Regions from separate parts of the Mus musculus genome. Here region 1 is linked to region 2. The links are chromatin contacts, called in public promoter capture Hi-C maps. All regions are on one chromosome and are shown on one strand. The core of a region is the stretch at or near the end of the contact, and the rest is flanking DNA. Distances in the headings are between cores, read along the strand shown.

Region 1 (4,878 bases), core at 1,106-3,605, 660 kb after region 2:
TCGTTCACATGTATAATGTGCTTGACCACAGCTACCCGGTGTCCTCTTGTCTGTCCTTCCTCTCCAACAGGCACCTTAGACTTTCCAGTCTTGGGTGGGGTGTGTGTCCATCTGTCCATCCTTTTGTCTGTCCCAGTCTCACTGCACTTAATGTTGTTTATACGAGCATGTGTGAAGAGTTAGTTACTTGAGCAAGGACAACTATTGTGACTGTCCTGTTTTGTGGCATTTAGCTGTGAAAGGGCCATCCCAGCTAGGGTTGTTGACTGTCTACCCCCCTCCCCCAATGCAGGGGTGGGGAGAGTCACAAGACCCTCACCTGATCCAACTGATCCCTAAGTGGAGGTGGCCTTGGGGAGGGGCTAGAGTATACAGGCCGCGGAAGACTAGGGAAGAGAGCTGTCATCTCTGCTGGGTAAAGGCTTTCCACACACAGCTTCTTGGGGTGAAGCAGCCACACCCTTGCCAGTAACCTTCAACTATGAACCTAATAGGTCGTTAGTTCCCCAAGTGAACTTTAGTGGAACCTTGGCCTTTGGACCTCAGGAGAGGTCCAGTCTCCCCACTGGAAAGGAGCTTTAGCAAGAGTAACTGCCCACACATACCCATGGTGTGAGAACAAGAGGATGGCCCATTCCTCCAGAACTGCTGACCCCCTGAGAGTCTCCTTCCCCTCTTGACAGGAAATGCCTGTAAGCCTCAGTGCACGGATTGTACAGGCCCGGTCTCCCCAGCTCCTCACCAGAAGGGAGAAGTCCATCAAGGGCAGGGCAATGCCAGCGTGTCCCTGAAGACAAAGTGGCTGCAGCTCACTTGGGAGACTCTCCCTGAGCCATGAGCATAACCATCTTGGGAGGGGAGAAGCTATTCTGAAGGGGCATTGTGCCCTTCTTTTGACCCAACAATTGAAATAATGGATGCCAAGGCATTAGAACCATCCAGGTATCCTCTGCTGGGGGAAGGCCTCAGCCTAGCGCCTGCCCAAGGAGGAACTTGTCTGCCAGGAATCCATTCCACACAGTTCTGATGGTTCCCGTTCACCTGACAGCTGAGACAGTGGTGGTGGGACCACATTTTGAGCAGTATTGCTTATGTACACAAACCTCTTGATCTCCAGTTAAATCCAAACCCGGGTCAGGACTCTGAAGAGCTCACTAGACCTCTGCTCTTCCCAATGTGGCCACATTGAATAAATCCTTTTTCTCTGCTTTTCACTATTAAGTTGTCTGTATAATTGGCCTATTGAAGACTGGTAGCCGAGACTAACTGTTTTGAGTTCTGACCCTAACAATTTTGGTATAATGAAAAAACAAAAAACAAAAAAAACAGCCCAAAATGTTTATTTTTTGATTTGAGACAGGTTTTTGTGTAGCCCTGGCTGCCCTGGAATTCATCTGTAGACCAGGCTGGTCTGGAACTCAGAAATCTGCCTGCCTCTGCCTCACAAGTGCTGGGATCAAAAGTGTGCACCGCCCACCCCCACCCCTGCCCCGAGATTTCTTTGGCGAGCTGACTCAGCTGTTAGCACTAGCTGCTCTCCCTGGGTTCTCAAGTTCAATTCCCAGTACTTGGTCCCCAGCTGCCTATAACTCCAACTTCAGGAGAGCCAGCGCTCTCTTCTGGGCTCTAAAAGCATTGAACATACATGGCTCAGCACTCAGACAGACAGACAGACAGACACCTAAACAACTGCTGTCCTTGCGGGCCTCCACAGTCCAGTCCAAGTTCAAGCCAAGCCTCCCCATTTCTCAATTTTTACTTATGTAATTGCTGGGATAAAGGTTCCCTCCCTGCAGGGCTCCAGAGCCACAGGCAGGAGAACTAGACAAGTCTGAGGCTAGTCTGGTCTCCACCGTTCAAAGCCAGTCAGGGCTAAATGGAAAGACCCTGTTTTCAAATGAGTCATGTTATCTCCAAATGAGCACCGGTGCCAGGAACCCCAGCTTCTAATTCTGCTTTGGGCTTAGAAGTCACCTGCAAGACATTCCTCCTGCCTGCATCCACCATTCATGGTCCCAAGTGTAGCCAAAGTTTATCTTATGCCTGTTCCGTATCCTTTTGTTCATGAGTTTCCTCAAATTATTCTTTTTTCGCCTCTCCCTGAGTTGGGGGTGGGGGTGGGATCTTAGGCTGTCCACGTCGTCACTGAGACTCTCGCCCACCAGACCTTCCTGGTCCCACTAGGAAGGAAGTGCAGATGGTGGGTGAGAGTAGAATTTTTTTTTACTACCAGGCTGGCTCTCAGAGCCACCGAACCGAACCTTCCTGCCTGGAAGGGAGGCAGGCAGGAGCCATGGGTAGATTCCCAGAATCCTTGGTTTGTGGAGGTGGGGCCTGGTGCTGGACAAACAGATCAAAGGTGATAGGCGCTGGACCTGCAGAGCTAGGTGGCACACCATGAGGTGGGTGGGCGACCCATAGCTTCTGGGGAAGCTGAATGAGTTAGGCCTGGACCCTCATGTCACTCCCCTGCCCACAGGCTACTCATCTTCCTGGGTCTGCTGTGGAGTTTGGTGGCCACACTTCTGGGTTCAAAGTGGCCTGAACCTGTATTCGGGCGCCTGGTGTCCCCTGGCTTCCCAGAGAAGTATGCTGACCATCAAGATCGATCCTGGACACTGACTGCACCCCCTGGCTACCGCCTGCGCCTCTACTTCACCCACTTTGACCTGGAACTCTCTTACCGCTGCGAGTATGACTTTGTCAAGGTATCTGACGGGGTGCTCGGCTGGGGCCTTCTTATGAGGTACAGCAAAGGCTGGGCCTGGTTCTAACCTCCCTCCCTTGACCCCTGACTCCACAGTTGAGCTCAGGGACCAAGGTGCTGGCCACACTGTGTGGGCAGGAGAGTACAGACACTGAGCAGGCACCTGGCAATGACACCTTCTACTCACTGGGTCCCAGCCTAAAGGTCACCTTCCACTCCGACTACTCCAATGAGAAGCCGTTCACAGGGTTTGAGGCCTTCTATGCAGCGGAGGGTGAGCAGTGGTGGGCTCAGGCAGCCCAGATGCAGCTGGGTGGCTGCCTTGTCTTAGCCCCGTCCCCATCTTTGGGTGTCTTGCTTCCCACCTCTCCTTTGGGCTCTGGATTCAGGTCAAACCAACAGGAAAGGCGGGTGGGTTCTGCTGTCACGTGCCACGTGAATGCAGGAACGCAGAGCAGCCATCGGGTTACAAAGGGCTTGCACAGGCTGAAGCCTTCCACTTGACTGTATTCTTTGGTCCCTGAAGGAGAGAGACTGTGTGACCTCAGGCAAGTGGCTCAACCTCTCTGCTCAGAAAGCTTCTACCCGGTTGCCACTGGATTGATGATGGCTCTTCCCTCCTCTGCCCGGGTGACTTAACCTGCCACTGGTTTAGCAACGGTGCTACTTGCAACTCTGGGCCCAGGCCCAGGCGAAGCAACAGGCCTCCTATCAAGTGGGTCAGGGCCACCAAAGCCTGAGCTCTCTGTTCCATCTCTTTCCCTCCTGTCTGCCTGGCCTCTCTCCTTTAGATGTGGATGAATGCAGAGTGTCTCTGGGAGACTCAGTCCCTTGTGACCATTATTGCCACAACTACTTGGGCGGCTACTATTGCTCCTGCAGAGCGGGCTACGTTCTCCACCAGAACAAGCACACGTGCTCAGGTGAGGGGGTAGGGGCATCCCATCTACACCAGGTTATTCCAGCTACCAAAGCAGGAGTTGTTCTGCCCAGGGAGCTGGGCTCTTCTGCTTCCTCCAACACTATTAGCATGTCTAACTCCTCCCACTTTCCCTCCCTCCAATGGTGTACTTTGATCCCGCCCCTACTCTTGGAACCCCTAGTTCCATCAGCCAATTGTCTCTGCCTTCTGGGTGCTTCCTAGGTGGGCTTGGTATCTCTGGATAAGCCGGGCACACCTTAAGCTTCCAGTGTCTACCATAGGACCTCAAAGTAGAGGAGTGTAGGCAGGCTCAGAGCCATGGCTCCCGACCCCAGTGGGTGAACCTTTGGCCTCCTCTACCCTGTCTCTTGATCCTTTGCCCTAGCCCTTCTCTCCTCAGCCTTCCTGATGCTCCCCCACCCCCCATTTCTCTTCCAGAGCAGAGCCTCTAAACCTCCCTCAGCAACAGCCCGCCCACCCCAGTGAGTCAGATACCAGTCAGTACATGCCCACACGATGCTGCTCTGTCAGGCTGGAATGACTGCCAGCTACAGCACCCATTCACCTTAACCATGACAATAATAAACCTGCCTCCGTTTCCACTGTGGCTGTGTGTCTCTTGCCGGGGTTGGGGTGACGGGTTTGGAGGGCAGTAGAGTAACCTCAGTCCCTTCATCTTAGCCCTCCTCCTTGTCAGGAACTCCCTGAGCGCACACACCACACGGAGATCCTCTCACCTCTACTGGGTTCCCTGGGGCTGATCTTAGGACATTTTAGCTAGTTCTTATTTATAGGTCAATGCAGGTCTTTGTTCCCTGTCCCGGGGAGCTTGATTCAAAACAGAGACCAAAGGGGGTGTTACTGGGGGATCAGGCTAGCCACCCTGCATCCAGGGATGTCCTCTCTGCTGGTATGGAGCCACCTTCCAAAAGGAGGGCAGTACCGAGAGCCTTAGCTTCCTACAGGCCTTCTTCCCAGCCTGTCCCCATCATGAGCAGGCGGGCAGGGAACAGAACTGGAGCCTGATCTCCACAGGGCACCTGGCAGCCCAAAAGAGGAAAGCAGACTGTGTACATACTGGTAACCAACTTCCCTAGACCAGGGCCACTTCTAAGGGAAAGGCCTGTTCAGCTTGTTACCTGGGATCAAGGGCTCTGGGCTGGTCCCTGCCAGATATGGGTGGAAGCCCCCTTGTGGCCTCACTTGGGAACTGCTGAGCTGGGCACTGAGTGATATGAGAGCAGAAGAA
Region 2 (4,438 bases), core at 1,458-3,957:
TGGTAGAAGAGAGGCCCAGGGCTATCCAGCAGCAAGCTCAAAGTCACAAGACCAACCAGAGGAAGCGACCTCAGCAGAATCTAGAACATTTGCTTCCTAGCAGGGACTTAGAGCCAGGAGCTGCTGCAGCTGGAGACAGGACTTGGCGCCAAGCATCCACCAGCATCCGCCGGGTGTTTTAGACCCAGAAGGTTGAGGACTGAGATCTCCAAACCCTTGGAGGAGGAAGTACAAGTGTAAATGGGGGAAGAACCAGCCAGCCTTGTTGGCTGGCTCGATTTTCAAAGCTCTTCCTCCAAGCTCACAACTGCCTTTCTCGTAAAGCTGTCACTTCTGTTTGCAAAACAAGAAACTAAGGCTCGAAGCAGTATCATCTGCCTGGCATCACACACCTGATGTGGGACCACAGTAAGGAAGCATCAGCCAGCTCCCAGCTAGAACTGCCTACAGCGATATACGCCAGATAGAAAACATTCCTGGGCAGTCATCAGAGTACAAATTAAAAGAGGGATCAGTTTTATAAACTGCCTGACCTTTCAAGAGGAAGAATTCACTCTTGTGAAGCCTGGCCTTACTCTTTTGGAACCTGTTTCCTGTTTGTTTCATCAAATTGCTAGAACTTGAGCCCAATCCAAGCTTCGTGTAGGGTGGCCTGTTTCTTTAAGCAAGAGGTGGTGGCTGCTGCCCAGATGTTGCCTCTAGTATTTCTAGTACGTGCTCCACGTGCAATGGACTGTTAAAGGCACAGGACTCCAATTTAATAGGAAACTGCTGGACAACTTCAGGATGGGAAGTTGTCCACACACAAACATGCATGCGGTTTCCTCCTGTCATCCATTAAAAAGTGGAGCTGGAGAGATGGTTCAGCAGTTAAGAGACTGGCAACTCACACGTGCCTGTAACTCCAGGGATCCCATACCATCTTCTGATTTGGACATACAACAATGTGCACATAGAGGCGTCAGCTCTCTCCTTCTACCACATAGGTCCTAGGTACAGAACTTAGGTCATCACACTTGCTGGCGAATGCTTTTACCTGCTGAGCCATCTTGCCATTAGATTTTTATTTTAACTTTAAGGTTCTGGGAAATCACTAGTGCTAGAGGAATATTCTGTTCTGAGCTAATAGTCTGCTAAAAAAAAAAGTGTGGTTGTTTTAGTTTGTTTTGAAATATGGTCTCACTGTGTAGACAGGCTAGCCTTGAACTTAGTAAAATCTACCTGCCCCTGCCTCTTGAAGAGTCAGATTAAAGATATGTGTACAACAACTGGCTAAAATGTGCTACTGAGCTCTGGGGTGTTTGTTTGCTTGCTTGCTTGCTTTAGTTTTTCTTTTTCTTTCTTTTTTTTTACACTGTAGCTGTCTTCAGACATTCCAGGAAACGGCATCAGATTTCATTACGGATCCCACCATGTGGTTGCTGGGATTTGAACTCAGGACCTTTGGAAGAGCAGTCGGTGCTCTTAACCGCTGAGCCATCTCACCAGCCCACTTTAGTTTTTCAAGACAGGGTTTCTCTGTGTAGTCCTGGCTGTCCTGGAACTCTGTAGACCAGGCTGGTCTCCAACTCCGAGAATTACCTGCCCTGCCTCTTAAATGCTAAGACTAACAGCATGTGCCACCACTGCTGGGCTCTTAGCATTCATTTTTGTGTGAAAATAAAAATGGGTAAAAAGCTGGACAAATGCCTTTGATTCTAGGGACTGGGGATGCTGAGAAAGGATCTTTTGGGCCTAGGAATTGTTTGAAGTCCAGTCTGGACAACAAAGGAAAGATTCTGTCTCAAAGATAAATAAAAATAAAAATCAAATCAAAACAGGACGAGCATTCTTCCAATGCGACACTGGCTTGCCACCTCAGCATACAGTTTTCTGTCTGCCTACAACCCACTAGAAGCCACCTTAAGTGACCGTTCAATTGTCAACTGTGAATTTGCAACAGCCCGTCTGGCTCTGGATTGCCCAGAATCCAAAGTGAAAACAATCGCCCACTGTCTACCTAGAATTCAAAGTGGAAACAACCACCCCACTGTCTGCTCCAGTGCTCCCAATGAATTCCGCCCCCCTCGCCCTTCCCCCCATATGGATGCTCCGGGTCTTGTCAAAGTATGAGATCTTAATGTTTCGCGTTATTTAATGAGTTAAAACTCAAGATTGACATCAAGAAAACTACTTGCTGTGTTCAAGAAACAGGCTGGATTTATGTCCCACTCTGGTGTACTCGCAGCCAGGCAGGTTTGAAACGCTGCCAACAAAATATTTCCTAGGAAATAATTTTTCAGTGGCTACCCTTCCTCCTCCTCTTCCTTCCCTCCTCCCTCCACTTCATTCCTCCCTGTCTCCTTCCCTTCTTTCTTTCCTTCCATTTACCCCCATGTCTTTTCTTCATTCAGTTAAATATAGTTTACAGAAACAGTACGTTCTTATTTTTTAACTTTAGGGCTGTTGAAACCATCAGCAGCAAACGAGGCGCAGCACATGTTGGGTTTGGCTTGCTCTCTGACTTTCTTTTCTTGCTCTCTTTTTTCCAACAAGCCGTTTGGACTCCTGCCCACACTCTTCCCTTCCCCACCCCGCCCCTCAGTCCAGGCCCCGCCCCCAAGGAGACCCCGCCCCCTCTCCAAATCCCGCCCCTGGCCGCTTTTCCACCTTGTCGCAAAAGACTCAGCGACGCCTTACGGCCGGTGGCGTTTGACGTCTAGGAGGCAACCAAGAAGAAGGAGGAAGCGGTGAAGGTGTCTGCTGGGGTGGCTGCGGCGGGCGTTGAGGAGGGCGCGGCGACGCGGCCCGGGGAGTGAGCGGCGGCGGCCGGGCGGGCAGGTTGGGCGGCGGGCCCGATGTGGCTGCAGCAGCGCCTGAAGGGGCTGCCGGGGCTGCTGTCGAGCAGCTGGGCCCGCCGCCTCCTCTGCCTGCTCGGCCTCTTGGTGCTGCTCCTGTGGTTCGCGAGCTCCGGGGCGCGGCGGGCGGCGGGCGGCCTGCACCTGCCGTCCTGGGCCCGCAGCGAGCCGGGCGCCGCCGAGCCGTCTGCCTGTCTGGAGGCGGCCACCCGCGCGTGGCGCGGCCTGCGTGATCGCGGCGAGGCGGTGCCGCTTGGCCCCGGGGTGCCAGCCCTGGTGGCCAACGGCTTCCTGGCTCTGGACGCCTCCAACAACCGGCTGTGGGTGACGCCCGGAGAGCGGGAGCCTGCCGTGACGCCGGACTTCGTGCCCTTCGTGCAGCTACGCCCGCTGAATGTGGTGGCCGAGGCTGGAGAGGCGGTGCTGCTTCTGCGGGAGGGCCTGCTGCGCCGAGTGCGCTGCCTGCAGCTGGGGACCCCGGGCTCGGGCCCTGCCGCTGGTGTCCCCGGGCCCGCCTCGGCCTCCGGGCTCTCCGCGGGGTCGGGCCGGGACTGCGTGCTACTGCAGGAGGACTTCCTGGCGCACCGAGGCCGACCCCACGTCTATCTGCAGCGCATCCAGCTCAACAATCCCACGGAGCGCGTGGCCGCGTTGCAGACTGTGGGGCCCACCGCAGGCCCAGTCCCCAAATCCTTCACCAGCACCCTGGAGAAGGTCGGAGATCACCAGTTTCTCCTCTACTCGGGCCGGTCCACACCCCTTCCATCGGGGCTGGTGCACTTGGTCGTGGTGACCTCTAAGAAGTTAGTGAACAGGCTCCAGGTGGCTCCCAAGACACAGCTGGACGAGACGGTGCTGTGGGTGGTGCACATCTCTGGTCCCATCCACCCCCAGGTGCTCAAAAGCAAAGGAGCCAAGGAGCTCAAGGCGCTGCAGGACTTAGCACGGAAGGAGATGCTGGAGCTGTTGGAGATGCCCGCCTCGGAGCTGCTTCAGGATCACCAGTACCTCTGGGCCCAGCTCTTCAGTCCCGGTGAGGCCTCGTTGCGGGCTTGGTGCCCAGCCACCACTTGACGTCCGTGTGCATACTGTCCACTTTAGTGGTGTCCCCCCATGCTCGGTGGTGGTCACACAGAGGGTTGCAACTTGGCCTTGATGTTCAACGGTTGGCTCTTCTTAAACACTTTGAAGCTATATGATCTTGGCTCTGTGGTCTTAGCTTTTTGAGCCATAACAGTAAGTTTTATAAGGTTTTAGTGGAGGTTTGAGTGTACACGTTCAGTTTTATTGTCTGTTCTTGGCCTTGAGGCCTGACCTGAGCTGGTGGAGGGGTTTGGTTTGTGAGGGGGAGAGAGTCAGTTTGTAAAGAAGAAACCATCAGGGAGATGCAGAGGCACTCTGTTTTGGCCACCGGAACTTGTTTCTGTCTGACTTCAGCTTCTGACATTTGAGACTAAGATTCACCTTGCCACTGTAGTGGCAGTGCTAATTAATGCCAGAATGCTGGAGACTTCCTCCAGTGCGTGAATGTGCAGGCAAAGCGAAAACTTTCTTAAAAAAAACAACAGCAAAAAACAAAAACCTCTTATTTATTCTTTGGA

What was found. Promoter capture Hi-C pulls out the DNA fragments that hold promoters and counts their contacts.
Region 1: a contact with region 2 is called in a promoter capture Hi-C map of pre-B cells. The contact joins the promoter of Masp2 here to the promoter of 2510039O18Rik in region 2. A contact is called at or near these places in 2 of 39 promoter capture datasets (the C10 cell line and pre-B cells), 1 of 15 datasets of contacts at CTCF or cohesin (embryonic stem cells), 2 of 484 Hi-C or Micro-C datasets (B cells and embryonic stem cells), 2 of 115 datasets of contacts at active chromatin or transcription factors (embryonic stem cells and pancreatic cancer cells) and 2 of 9 other capture datasets (embryonic stem cells and liver).

What each region holds. Positions count from the first base shown.
Region 1 is chr4:148,600,189-148,605,066 of GRCm38.p6, forward strand. Masp2 (mannan-binding lectin serine peptidase 2) reads left to right here and starts at 2,356. Exons shown (of 11, transcript NM_001003893.2): 1 at 2,356-2,402; 2 at 2,480-2,708; 3 at 2,804-2,981; 4 at 3,499-3,630. The coding sequence starts at 2,398.
Region 2 is chr4:147,938,188-147,942,625 of GRCm38.p6, forward strand. It overlaps 2510039O18Rik (RIKEN cDNA 2510039O18 gene), which reads left to right and starts at 2,708. Exons shown (of 3, transcript NM_029841.3): 1 at 2,708-3,870. The coding sequence starts at 2,838.